2 separate regions of the Cricetulus griseus genome follow, and region 2 is linked to region 1. A link is a contact called in public Hi-C data. All regions are on one chromosome and are shown on one strand. Each heading gives the region's core, a stretch centred on a gene start, on an enhancer-like site or on the middle of the called end of the contact. The rest is flanking DNA. Distances are from core to core; before and after follow the strand shown. Region 1 overlaps Nxn (nucleoredoxin). Region 2 holds the start of Nxn (nucleoredoxin).

Region 1 (6,361 bases), core at 1,011-3,510:
AAAAACAACTCATGTTGATCAAGGTCCTGGGGAAGGTGATGAGGTAGGCAGGTGAGGGGTGAGGGGAGAACAGTAGGGGGAGGGTGGTTGGAGGGTGCTGTAGATGGTTTCAAGAAAAGAAGGCACTGCCTTTGGGCATCTGGCTAAGGAATTTGATCATTATCCTTGCAATGAGGGGAACACCAGAAGGACTTCAACAGAGAGGCTGTGTTATGTATGACAGACAAGATGGTCAGGGGCAGGGGCAGCAACTTGGGATATCCAGACTGGGATAGAGATGAGAAGAGTGGCTTGAGGAGATGCCTGTGGGATTCCAGTTGTGAGGAAGAAGAAGCTGGAAGGAATCCTAATTTTCTGGTTTGGGAAACTGGGTGGAGAGTAGTTGGTGTCATTCACTGAGACAAAGAACAATAGCAAAGACAGACAGGGAAAGAGGTAGCATCCCTTGTGGGAACAATACTCAAGAGAAAGGCACCCTGCATATACTTTAGAATTCTTAGTTACCTTTATTCTTGGAGAGAGGAACCAATGTTTTTGTTGTTGGTTTTGAAATAGGGTCTCACAATGTAGCACTGGCTGGTCTGGAACAGGCTATGTTGACCAGGCTGGCTTTAAACTTACAGAAGCCCACTTGCTCCTGCCTCTCCAATGCTGGGATTAGAGGTATACTTCACCGTAACTTACAAAAATCATAGTTCTTCAGTGTGTTCAGTGTATTTGGACAACTGGTATACCTATTGAAATCTCCTCCTAAACAAGATGTAAAATGTTCCATCTCTCTGCAAAATTCTCTCATGTTCCTTTCCAGTTTACTTATAAGACACATTTTGAATCTTTTTATAGCTCATGTCCATCTAAAGATAAAACCGCCATTCAACCTTGCCTGTCTGCTCTTTGTCCTAAGTCCTGACCCCATGTGCACTCCCCAAGCAGGGCGCAGCTCCCTGGCATCTGAGGAGCAGAAAGGAAGGAGAGCTCTGAGCCACCAGAGCTTGGTCCAGCCAGCTTCTTGAAGCTCAAGTCCAGGCTGCGGGTTTTGTAGACAAGAATCTCATTTTGACAAACTTTTCTGTTGCCAGAACAACAGCCTTGCTTGCTTTTGATTTGAATGTTAACTACCTTTCACAGCTTATCGTGTACCCTCTCACCTGCTCTTTCTTTCTCCTTCCCTCCCTCCCTCCCTCCCTCCCCTCTTTCCTTCCTTTTTTATTTGAGAAAGGGTCTTGCCATGTAGTCCAGGCTACTCTGGGACATACTCTGGTGCCTCAGCCTTTCCAGTGCTGAGATTCTAGGCCTGTACCCAATGCTTTGCACAGTCAGCCTTGACTATTGGGCCCAAAAGATGTTCTGCTCTAAACCCATGTAATGGAGTTGAGTGACAGATGTCTAGCCCCACCCCCTTAGTGAAGTAGGTAACTCATCTTCCTTTTCTGACTGCTTCCTTTGCCTCCCACTTGGGGGGGGGGTGCCAGCTCGAGGGTTGTTTCTTAGAGTCTGGGTTTTCTTTTGGTGGCATCTATTTTGATTCTGGTTAGCTTTAATCAGAAAATAAATACTTTTAATTTCTTCCTGGACTAGCTAAGATATATATATATATATATATATACATATATATATATATGTATATATATATATATATCCCATGTGGGAATGATAGGAAATGCTGCCCTGTTGGGGAAATGGGTCATTTCCAAGATTTTCTCTCAAGGAAGAGTGTAACTCATAGTTTACTAAGAAAGGCTCAAAAAAGCAACGAAAAATAATTATTCAGATCCTTTTTCCCTTGCATATGTTCCTAATCAGAGCTAAGGTGAACCCCAGCTTTGGTCATCAGTTCAGAATTACTCCTATCATTTTATAGATGCCATGTAGAAAAACCCTCCTCCCCTAGAAAGAATGAACAGGATTTGTGCCCTAATGAAGCTGAAGACATTTTGGTTTTCGTTAGGGGTGTGGCGGGACATTTGCCTATGTCTATGAGGTCCTGGGTTCCACACCAGCACAGGAAAAATCACGTGAACAAAGTCCACTATGATCTCACTGTTTTTTATTTATTGGATTAAAAAGATAAATTCCTTCAGTGAAACCTCACCCTTGAACTTGGTACTTTTGAAAATGTGCTTGGAATGAAAGTAGAGTTCCTTTTTAACCAAACCAAACATAGCTTGGGAATTCTTTCGCCAGCATCAATCGTTCTCAGTGTCTTTTGTTAGTCACTTTCTTCTTGGCTCAACGCAGTACTTCACCACCACGGGTATTGTGGTTGGATTCCATACCTGTGAGAAGTTTCTGGAGACTTTTGGCTCAGACCAAACAGACTTAGGTTCTGTCTTTGGATCATTCTTTTTGCTGCCCCCTGCTGGTTGTCAGGAACAGACACCTACAGAGAAGGTCCCCCACTTTAACTTGGAACCAAAGGCCAAGTTCAGCCAACACAGGGGAGGTTTTATTATCAGGCATCCCTGTCATTAGTTAACAAGTGGTGTCTTGCCAGCTTGCCAGAGGGACCTTGAGTTTTCTGAGCCCCAAACCCAAATCATTTCCAACCAGTTTTTTTTCCTCAAAACACTTTGCTCACTTCTTCCCTCCTTCCTGGCTCTCTGCCTGCTCTCCCGTAGACATACCTTTGCACTCCATACTCAGCCACACCGGTCTGCTTCAGGGCTCCCTAAACATACCACCCACTCTTGCACCTGTAGGCCCTGGGCAGATGGTGCCTCCTGGCAGTGCTGTCCCTTCATTGTCTGATGAGGTTGTGTTGTAGCCAATGGTCCTTCAGATGCCGCTTCTACAAGACATTTCCACCGTGCAGTTGTCAGTTGGCTGCCAGATTTGTTGTGACATTCACTTTTGCTTTGGTTCATGGTTGGTTTTCTTTTTTCTTTCTTTTCTCCTCCCTCCCTCCCTTTTTTTTCCGTGGAAACAGCCTCACAGACAGTATCTGTGTTTTTTGGAGACATGGTTTCTCCCTATAGCTCTGGTTGTCCTAGAACTCACTCTGTAAAGTAGGCTGGCCTTGAGCTCAGAGATCCACCTGACTCTGCCTCTGCCTCTGAGTGCTGGGATTAAAGGTGTACACCTTTATCCTGCCTGGTAATAAATGTAGCTGTTTTTTTTTGTGTGTGTGTGTTGTTGTTGTTTGTTTGTTTGTTTGTTTTAAGTTTTTGTTTTTTAAGCACTCAAGAAGCAGAGGCAGGAGGATCATGAGTATGAGGCCAGTCTAGGTCTACCGAGTGAGTTCCAGGACAGCTAAGACTACACAGAGAAACCCTGTCTCAAAAAAAACCAAAAGAAAAAACAAAAACCCTGTATCGTGTGTGTGTGTGTGTGTGTGTGTGTGTGTGTGTGTGTGTGTGTGTGTGTGTGTGTATTGTGTTATGGAGGTCGGGACAACTTGCAGCGGTCAGTCCTCTCTTTTTACTGTGTCAGTCGCAGGGATAGAACTTAGGTAGTCAGACTTAGTGGCAAGCACCTTTACCCACTAGGTCTTCCCACTGGTCTAGCTTTTGACTTTTCTGTCTTCTACTCTAGTGTCCCCAAGGTCCAGATCAAGTTTTCTAGTCTATGTCTAACCTTGTTTCCAATAGTTTCTATTAACAATGTCACAAATTAGTCACCATGGGCAGGCTACATGGCCCCTGCCTCACCATCGCCACAGCCCCCCCCCAACATCTCTGACAGCCTCTGGGGTGTTTTATTTTATAGACCCCAAAAGTTTGCGGTTTCCCAAGTACATGGGGCTCCCAGCCCCTTGCCCTTGGATGCCTTCCCCTTCTCTGTCCTACCTCCTGATCAAATGCAGTTCATTCTTGAAGAGGCAGTTCAGATGTTCTGACTCCCTTCTTGCTTGCCCTGACTTGCTTCGGATTGAATAATGAAAATAGCTGGTGCCTATGTAGCGTGACTCATAAGCCCAAGACATTGTTCTCAGCGTTTTAGGTGTATTAACCGATTTCCCTTGCATTATTACGGCATTATAATGCTTACATTCGGCCGTATTCTAACGGTTTATTTACACATTTCTTCCTTACAGACTCAGGGCTTCCTTAAGGGCAAGCCCCATGTATCAGTTGTTTTTATGACCCAGTCTTTCGCACAGGGTTTCACATGTAGGAGGAACCCAGAAATGCTTCATAAAGCTGTTTTTTAATGCAGTCCCTGGTCACCTCGTTCTTGTTTAGCATAGTACAAAGTGGTTTTGATTGTGCACAATGTGTGGCAGGCTGGAGTTATCCCTTGTAAATGAGGGACAGAGGCATAACTAATGAAGGAAGCTGGCGGGAGGTGCTGGTGTAGCCCTAGCCAGGGAATCGACACAGGTCCTATTTCCTACACTCATGTACCTTCTGTGTGGAAGACGTGCTAGGCATGAGGCATGTTTAGAGATGGGGACAAGCAGTATGTGAGCAGTGGCCAAAATAAGACGCTCTCACGAACCAAACCAAGGCCAAATGCCTTGCCTGGTTCAGTGTCTCAGCATTCACTGAGTCTGTTCATCCGGCCCTGCCGATGAGAGCCTTTAACCTCATGGTTGCCCATGGTACTGAATTCCCTCATGCTCCTTTTGTGCTTGCACTTGTATCTAAACTCCCACTTGAGTTCTGTGAGCCATTGGAGCAAACTAGTTGACTGAGCCCAAGAAGAGGGGTTCCAATCAGTCAGAAGCACAGGCAAAGTGATGCGGGGTTCCCAGATGGCATGGAGGGGTAGTCATAGTCATTCTCTGTCCCTCTCATCTCTCTCTCCTTTCTCACGGTTCAGTATCCTGGCTGTGAGTGTGTGTCAGCATGGCTGAAAGGCTACACCTCAATCCTGGAACTTTCCACCATGCCTGCTTCTTCTGCTTGCAGCTGGTATTACTTCAGGCCTCCTTTGTTCTGTATTAGAACCACAGCTCTCAATTCTTTCACTCCCCCCACCCCAGCACACATGGCATATAGAATTCCATGCATAACATACTTCTATGGGCATGTCCAGATCTTCACATTCCTGCCTCATACCCCCACCCCCAAATATCCCTGGAAATAGAGCAAACAGCACCACAGATGCTGTGAGGCATGTTGCTAGGAAAAGCAGTTACAAGCCTGGGGTTAGCTGCTGAGTGCAGCCTGGCTAGCCAGGCTGGGACGAAGGTTTGGATTAGCCATTCATTGCAACAGCCTCTTTTTCCAATCTGAGGAGCACGTGTTAGGATTCATCAGAAAGCTGAATGACCTACAGACTTCCCTTGCAGTGATATTAGTCATCAGTCCCTGGCTTATCTCATCACTCTAGACTGGTCCCTCTTCCTGGGGCTGCAGATGCAGCCCTTTTGGTTGGGTGGCTTTGGAGATCTCTGTGCTTACAAATCAAACACACAGCCTGAGAATTTGGACAACTCCTAACTATATCCTCAGAAGAGCGTGGAGAGAGGAATTTGTACCCACTCAGTGCTTCTCATCCCATGATGTTCCTTCGGGATGATAATAATAATTAAAAGATAGGCCGGGCATTGGTGGCGCACGCCTTTAATCCCAGCACTCGGGAGGCAGAGGCAGGCAGATCTCTGTGAGTTTGAGTCCAGCCTGGTCTCCAGATCGAGTGCCAGGACAGGCTCCAAAGCTACACAGAGAAACCCTGTCTCGAAAAAACCAAAAGAGAGAGAGGAGAGAGGGAGAGAGAGAGAGAGAGAGAGAGAGAGAGAGAGAGAGAGAGAAAGAGAGAGAGAGAAACTGGTGAGGTCGCTCATGCGTAGCTTCAGAATCGCACAGGAAGTTAAAAGCGCATTTGGCATCACTCAGGCACACGGAACCAGCCCCTGGCTGAGTGAACTTCCCATTGTTTCACTGATCCATCACTACTGTGCTGTCAGATTGGAACTAAAGAAGTGACTGAAGGCAGAATGGACCAAGAACCTTAGTGCTGCTAACGTTTTGAGTCAGATAATTTTTCACTGTGGATCCCGTGCTTTGTAGCATGTTTGCCGGAACCCTTAGCTTGTACCTGCTAGGTGCCAGGATGCCAAATGTTCCAAGGGAAGCAAAATCATCCCAGCTGAGAACCAGTGGCTTAAAGCATGCTTCAAGTCCCCTCCCTCATCCAGGACGGTCCCTCTGCCAAAGCATCTGAACGATGGATGCTACAGCGTAGCAGCTTGCCAGTTCATGGCTGAGACCAAAGGTGAAGCCTCCTGAACAGGAAGGACTCAGGAGTTCGTTGTCCATGGAATGTAAAAGCCTACAGAAATTAAAAACAAAAACACAAACTGTTTGATCTCAGCTTGATGACATGTTTTCATGTTTTCTGCCTTTTCACTAATTTGTCCAAGTCATTTACAGAGAAGGTATCATCCCAAGGAGTCTTTCTAGTGGCTTCAGCGTTA
Region 2 (6,361 bases), core at 1,561-4,060, 85 kb before region 1:
AATCAGGCATGTTGTGGTTCTTTAATACATTTAAAACTTGTGTAACATAATTAGTTGAATCCTGGTTGGGACAGGATTTAAGTGTGTCTCTTAGACTCCATACAGAAGACAATGACTCTTCCCCCAGGCCAAAGAACATTGGCTACTTCTTTAAAGAAATCCAAGTGTGTCTTGTTGAGCTTTTTGTATCAAACACCCTCTGGAATTATGAGTTTGGAATAATTTCCATTGCAAATCCCCTCCTTCCACACCCCTTTGAAAGGCAGCTGCAAGCTTTGGCTTCTCACCAAGGCATGCTGCACCAACAATTCTCCAAATCGTATTTATATTTCACTTGCAGTATGTTCAAACCCTCACTTCCCCAGGTGCCAGATGCTGGCTTGGACATACTCCAGTGGAAACTGCTTTCCTGTAAAATAATGAAAGGAAAACACTCAACAAATCACCTCTTCATATCACCTTTGCACCTAGTTTACCCATGCTAAGCACTCAATAATGACGTCACTATTTTCCCCAATTCCCAATCCCCCAGAGTCCCTCTTCACTTACTTCTACTCCTGATATTCTGTTCTTTGGCTTGCCTAAGACTCAAATGCTGAGCTGGGTGGTGTTGGCTCACACCTTTAGTTCCAGCACTCGGGAGGCAGAGGCAGGTGGATCTCTAGGAGTTCCAGGTCATCTTAACCTGGTCTACAGAGTGAGTTCCAGGATAGCCAGAGTCACACAGAAAAACCCCATCTCAAAAACAAACAAATAAATAGATACAAATGCTTAGAGTCTTTTCAGTTTTGTTTTTTGAAACAGTGTATCACTATGTATCCCTGGCTGGCCTGGAATTGTTACATAGACCAGACTGGTCTCAAACTGAGATCTGCCTGCCTCTGCTTCTGCCTTCTGAGTGCTGGGATTAAAGTTGTGCGCCACCCTGCCTGGCTTCCTTTCACATTTTTAGAATTTGTCTGATGATGCCTGAGTATAGATGTCTATCTGTCAAACATGCTTCCAAACATGTGAAACCAAATACCTACTCAGGAGCATTTCAAATGTGACTCAGGTGGGAAGAGAAAACATTTTAACCTACGGGATTTATTTTGAAACAGAACCTCCCTCTGTAGCCCAGGCTAACTTGGAATTTAAGATTCTGTTGCTTTCAATCTCCAGACAGCTGGAATGACAGGAATGCACCTCACATCCATCCATTTAAGGCTTTAGAAACAGGATTCTAGGGGTGCTGGAGACCTGGCTCAGTAGTTAAGAGCACTAGAGAATCCATGTTTGGATCCCTACATTTACATAGGGTGACTCAGAGTGCCCTCTACTAACACACACACACATACAGGTACACACGGATATGACAATATTTATTTAGCATTTTGAGACAAGGTGCCACTATGTAGCCCTGGTTATTGTAGGCCAGGTTAGCCTCAAACAAAGATCTGCCTCCTAGGTGCTGGGATTAATGGCATGAGCAGCCCGCCTTTTCTGGCACCAGTATGTAGAGATTGGCAGGCCACTCTGCCTTTGTCTTAATGACTTTCTCTGGTTTGTGTGAAGACATTTTATGGAGCTGACCACTTACACATTTCTTCCTACCACCTTAAACACATTGAGGACCTTGGGGGCATTTGTGCCAGAGCTGGAGGTAACGTTCTGAAGTTTAAATGTTCTCCTGTCATGCACTTTGGTGTGTGTGTGTGTGTTGTAGTGGAGGAAACCTGTGTAATTAAAGTATTCTGTGTTCAGATAGTTAATCTTGCACCTTGTGTGCTGTACTCTTCCATTAGATGGCAGCAGATGCGAAAGAAATAAATTCCAAAACCTTGGAGGATGGCTGGTGGTTGGGTTTTCTTTTTAAAATGTCACTGTTGGTAGCTGAGCTGATACACATCAATGGTCCTCGTGTGTGTGTGTGTGTGTGTGTGTGTGTGTGTGTGTGTGTGTTGTCTAGGAGTAATGGGAGGTCAGGAGACTTTCCATAAGGCCATTTGTTTAGTTAAGGTCCTTCCTAAGCATTGGAAAGCATCTTTCAACATGGGGGGGGGATCCTTAGAATTTTCTCAACCACCAGCAGACCTGAGATAAGCTATGGAGCCGAGTCAGGAGAGCAGCCAACACTGATTTAGAGACGCTGCGCCATCTGTTGCATACATTTACGGAAATGGAAGAGAGCCATTACCCATCGGGGGATGGTTCCAGCGACCTGTGGACTGAAATCCCTCACTGTGACTTGCAATCAGCCCACAAGTATTTATGAATTCTCTCTCTTGTGCCTGGCACAAGAAACAGAGAGGTGGCGCCCACCAGTCTACTTATAGTAGCAAGCACAAAACACACACATGACTGCTGAACAAGACCTGGCCTGATACAGTGACATTGGACGATGAAGACGTTAAATCCTACAAGTTTTATACGAGGTCACTGAGGTTTGAAATGATTTAAGAGCTAGTATAGGGAAGGGAGTAGGAGAGGCTGGAAGAGAGCAAGAACCGGTACATAACTCCAGTGTGAAGAGGGTTTAGAAGTAGAAGGCGAGAGGAATTAGGGGGCAGCTGTGCCGCAGCCTCGGAAAGCGCCAGTTCGGGGGACCCTTCTCCTGCCCTAGGTCGGGGCATTCTGGTCCTGGTGTAGAACTCGGGTCAGGTTTCTTACATTGGCCACGTACAGGAGGCCCGCGCCAAGGCGCCAGCTGCTGCGGGCCTGCCTGCACAGCGCGGGCCAGCTACGGAGGGGGGTGTGGCTATGGAGGGCGTGGCTGGGCGGCCCTGTGGGCGGGGCCCCCTCCCAGCCGCTGCCGCCGCCGCCACCGCCGCCGCCGCCGCCGCTTCTGCCTCCGCCCGCCGCGCGGACCAGCGAGCCGGGTAGCAGCCGTGAGCCTGCCCGCCCGCCCGTTCGCCCGCCCGCCCGCGTGCCGGGGCTGCGGTGGGCCAGGATGTCGGTCTTCCTGGAGGAGCTGTTGGGCGACAAGCTGGTGACGGGCGGCGGCGAGGAGGTGGACGTGCACTCGCTGGGAGCCCGCGGCATCGCGCTGCTGGGGCTCTACTTCGGGTGCAGCCTGAGCGCCCCCTGCGCGCAGCTCAGCGCCAGCCTGGCCGCCTTCTACAGCCGCCTGCGAGGGGACACGGCCGCCGGGCCGGGGGCCGGGGCGGGGGCGGGCGCGGCCGCTGAGCCAGAGCCCCGGCACCGCCTGGAGATCGTCTTCGTATCCTCAGACCAGGACCAGCGGCAGTGGCAGGACTTCGTGCGGGACATGCCATGGCTGGCGCTGCCCTACAAGGAGAAGCACCGGAAGGTGAGTAGCGCGGGCCCGGCGGCGCCCCCGGCCTGCAGGCGCGTACCACGCTCCGGGAGCCAGCTGCTAGCCGCCCCCACTCGCTGTCCTCAGGCCTGCCTTCTCTGTTTTGGCTGGCTCCCCCCTCTTGCCCCATCCAGGACCCCGCCGGGTTAGGGCGCTCGCGGCAACTCCTAGGTGCCAGTGCCTGATTGCGCCCACGCTACGAAGTTTGACACCCCTCGGGTCCACGCACCGGGAATCGTGTAGGGGTGGCGGTGCTCTGCCCTTCCCGCTTCCCGACCACCACCATCCTCCGCCAGCCACTTGACTCCCCGCAGATACCTGTACCGTGTGGGGGAGGGCACCAGCCCCCTTCCCATAATGCCCACACCAGGAAGTTTCCTTTCTTTCCCAGATAAAAATCTTGCCTTCCTTGGGCCCCCTCCCCAATGGCCAGGGACCCGGAGGCGTCTGCTGACGGCTGTTTCAGGAGAGAGGGGAGCCCAATCCTTTCCCCCTTTCTTCCCTTGCCCCCCGCCCCGCCCCCTGGGCTGAGTTAGTGGCCACCGGGGAGCTTTTCATTGTCTGGCTGTCCAGCGATCTTCCCAGGCCCAGAACAGCCCCGTCCTTGTAGATGCCATAGTTTCGTGGTGGGCCGTTTGCTGTCTTGGTATACTTCGAATTAAATGCAGAACTGATCCCATCGGTACAGATGAATGACAAGACGACAAATGGCCCACCAGTTTGCTGATGAAGTTAGTTTGGGTTTCACAGTGTATCTGTTGGGTGAAGACGTTTGTTTCAATAAAACAAATTCAAGAGGTTTTGTCATGAGTGGTAACAGGAAAAGTTTTGGCGTGCCCTTGCTTAATTCGCGTGGCTAATGCAATGTGTGAATCCAGCCCTTTCGCTTTCCGAACAGCTTCTCAGTTTATGGGGCGCACAGGAGAAAGGCTACTCCGGGGGCATTTAAGTTCCCCCAGGGAGGGTGGTAACACATGCCACGTGTTCCTTTTATATGTACAGAATCATGTTGAGACGAATGATTTAGACTTAGTGAGAGCAAAAGGCTTATAATTTGACCTCAAAATGTCCTGAGTAAATCATTCATCCCAAAGCAGTGTAAGGCACAGATGTGAGATTTAAAGTTTGAAATATAGCTTAAGAAATACAGTTGCTAAATTTAACATTGGAAAAACATCAGCCCACTAACCACACAGAAGCAAGACTTTGCATCTTAACTATTTTTCCAAGTTATTATGCCCCTATTTGATTTAGATGCCTGCTAGGATATGAATATGCATGATTACTACTTTTTGCTTAAAAATATGGGAATCCTTTGTTTTCTTTTTGGTGGTTGTTTTGATGATCCTTTTGGGAAGAAGTAATGTTCAGAAAAATAATTTATTGAAAAAATACTTTTGTCGTCATGGCATGTTTCTGTTGCAGACTAAAATCTGTTTAAAATAATGTTCTTATTGGGCAATACAAATGATTTCTGGCGTTTAAAAATATACAGTGAATGGCAGAATGTTGCAGACTTACAGCATATTATAGTTTTTACAGAGAAGGAAATAAAATTGCTGGACAATAAAAAATAGGGAGCAGACTGAGATGTTTTGGGAAGGCTTCTCTCTTCTTCTACCTGCCCCCCCAGGGGTATATTCGATATGACAGATGCTTATTCTATGCTGGCTACCCCTTTGCATGAAAGAAAGTGTTCTGTAGCCCTTGCCTGATCTGGCTGGTCCCACTCAGATGAACATCTGGATGGCACAGGCCAGCAGGCTCTTATTGGAAAATGCAGTTCAGAATGCTGGATGTGCCTAAATCATAAGCCAGCATCTTAAACAGTTAGTTCAGTTTCATTCATTCGTTTTTGTGTGGTACTAGGTATGGGATCCTTGTATAAGCTAAGTAAGTATGCCTTCCACCACTCAACCTCATATCCCCAGCTTCCCAAATTCATCTTTTGTGTCATTTTCCCAATTCACACCCTATAGTTCATTTTGTTTCTTTAGAGGCTGGTTTTGGAAACCCTCCTGTGGTGGAGAGTAGGTCACTCAGTGTCTGAGTGTTGTGGTGATGTGTCAGGTAAAAAAGCCACCCCTCACCCCATGGGTTTCTTGTAAAAAGATATACTTGGAAATCGGAAGGGTTGTGTCCTCGCTGTGGAAGGGACCGTTTCCACCTTGAAACCAAAGAGGTCTAAAACACATTGCTCTTCTGTAACTGAGTTTTTGTCTTCTGCAGCTTGAAATCGGGGTGCACCGAAATCAGTGAGATCACAATACCAGTTTCACCCTAAGAGAAGTGGAAAGAGAGGGTACCCCACTCAGGACACTTGTGGGTTAACACTTCATTTTTGTTGATGGATCCAGCCAGGCTGTCTCCCCAACTATAGAAATGCTTTAAAGAAGATCTTTTTGTTTTACACTGAAGGGAAACCCAAGTTCCAGATTACATTTTTTTTTAAGTTCTCATTAACATTTGGTCTTTAAAACCATTTGTGTGTTTCTTCCCGTTGGGATAACAAAGGATATGGTTCTAATTAGTTATTGGCTGGCATTTCTCTACAGAAAATTGAAAAATTATGGTGGGGAATGAAAATGCTGTATGGTATTTCTCTTTTTCTTTTCTTTTTTTTTTTATTAATTTCCCCTTTATATAGTAAGAAAGTCTGGGGATGGCCATATATGTCCAGCCTGCATTTTGCCTAGTTCTCTCACCTCCATTGGAGCTGTGAGAACACATGAGGTCAAGGGGACCAATATCTTTTTTCCTCCCTCCTCTGTCTTTATGAAAAGTTGTCTTTCCTGTTTCTGTTTGCTTTAGTGGTAGGTCTAAGGTAATAGAAGCTTTTCTTTTTCCTTCCAGAACACACATATTATTCTATAGCTGTATAGAAATTGTAATTAGATGATAATCAAACTTTGAGTGCATTTATGGGAGTGGCTATGTCAGGAAGCCTGTAACCCTGAAGTTAAGGCAGTTGGGCTTGTTTTAGTAAATAAGCCAGTGAACCTTCTTCAGATTTCTGAAGAGAACGTGATGAACAGTTGGAAATTGGTGATGATTTAGACTTTTGGA

What was found. Hi-C and Micro-C count contacts between places; a contact is called where the count stands out from the background.
Region 2: a contact with region 1 is called in a Hi-C map of the CHO-K1 cell line, with 3 times the contacts expected there. The contact joins the promoter of Nxn here to the enhancer-like site in region 1. A contact is called at or near these places in 3 of 8 Hi-C or Micro-C datasets (the CHO-K1 cell line and fibroblasts).

The regions. Positions count from the first base shown.
Region 1 is chr7:89,758,865-89,765,225 of CriGri-PICRH-1.0, reverse strand. All of the region lies in intron 1 of Nxn (nucleoredoxin), which reads left to right. Among named protein-coding and RNA genes, the nearest start is that of Mrm3, 72 kb to the right of the region's middle. Within about 2 kb of position 2,260, at least 1 of the 6 cell types and tissues checked has open chromatin away from gene starts, as enhancers often do. A contact at or near this core is called in the CHO-K1 cell line, where this site is marked.
Region 2 is chr7:89,844,398-89,850,758 of CriGri-PICRH-1.0, reverse strand. Nxn (nucleoredoxin) reads left to right here and starts at 2,810. Exons shown (of 8, transcript XM_027426703.2): 1 at 2,810-3,289. The coding sequence starts at 2,930.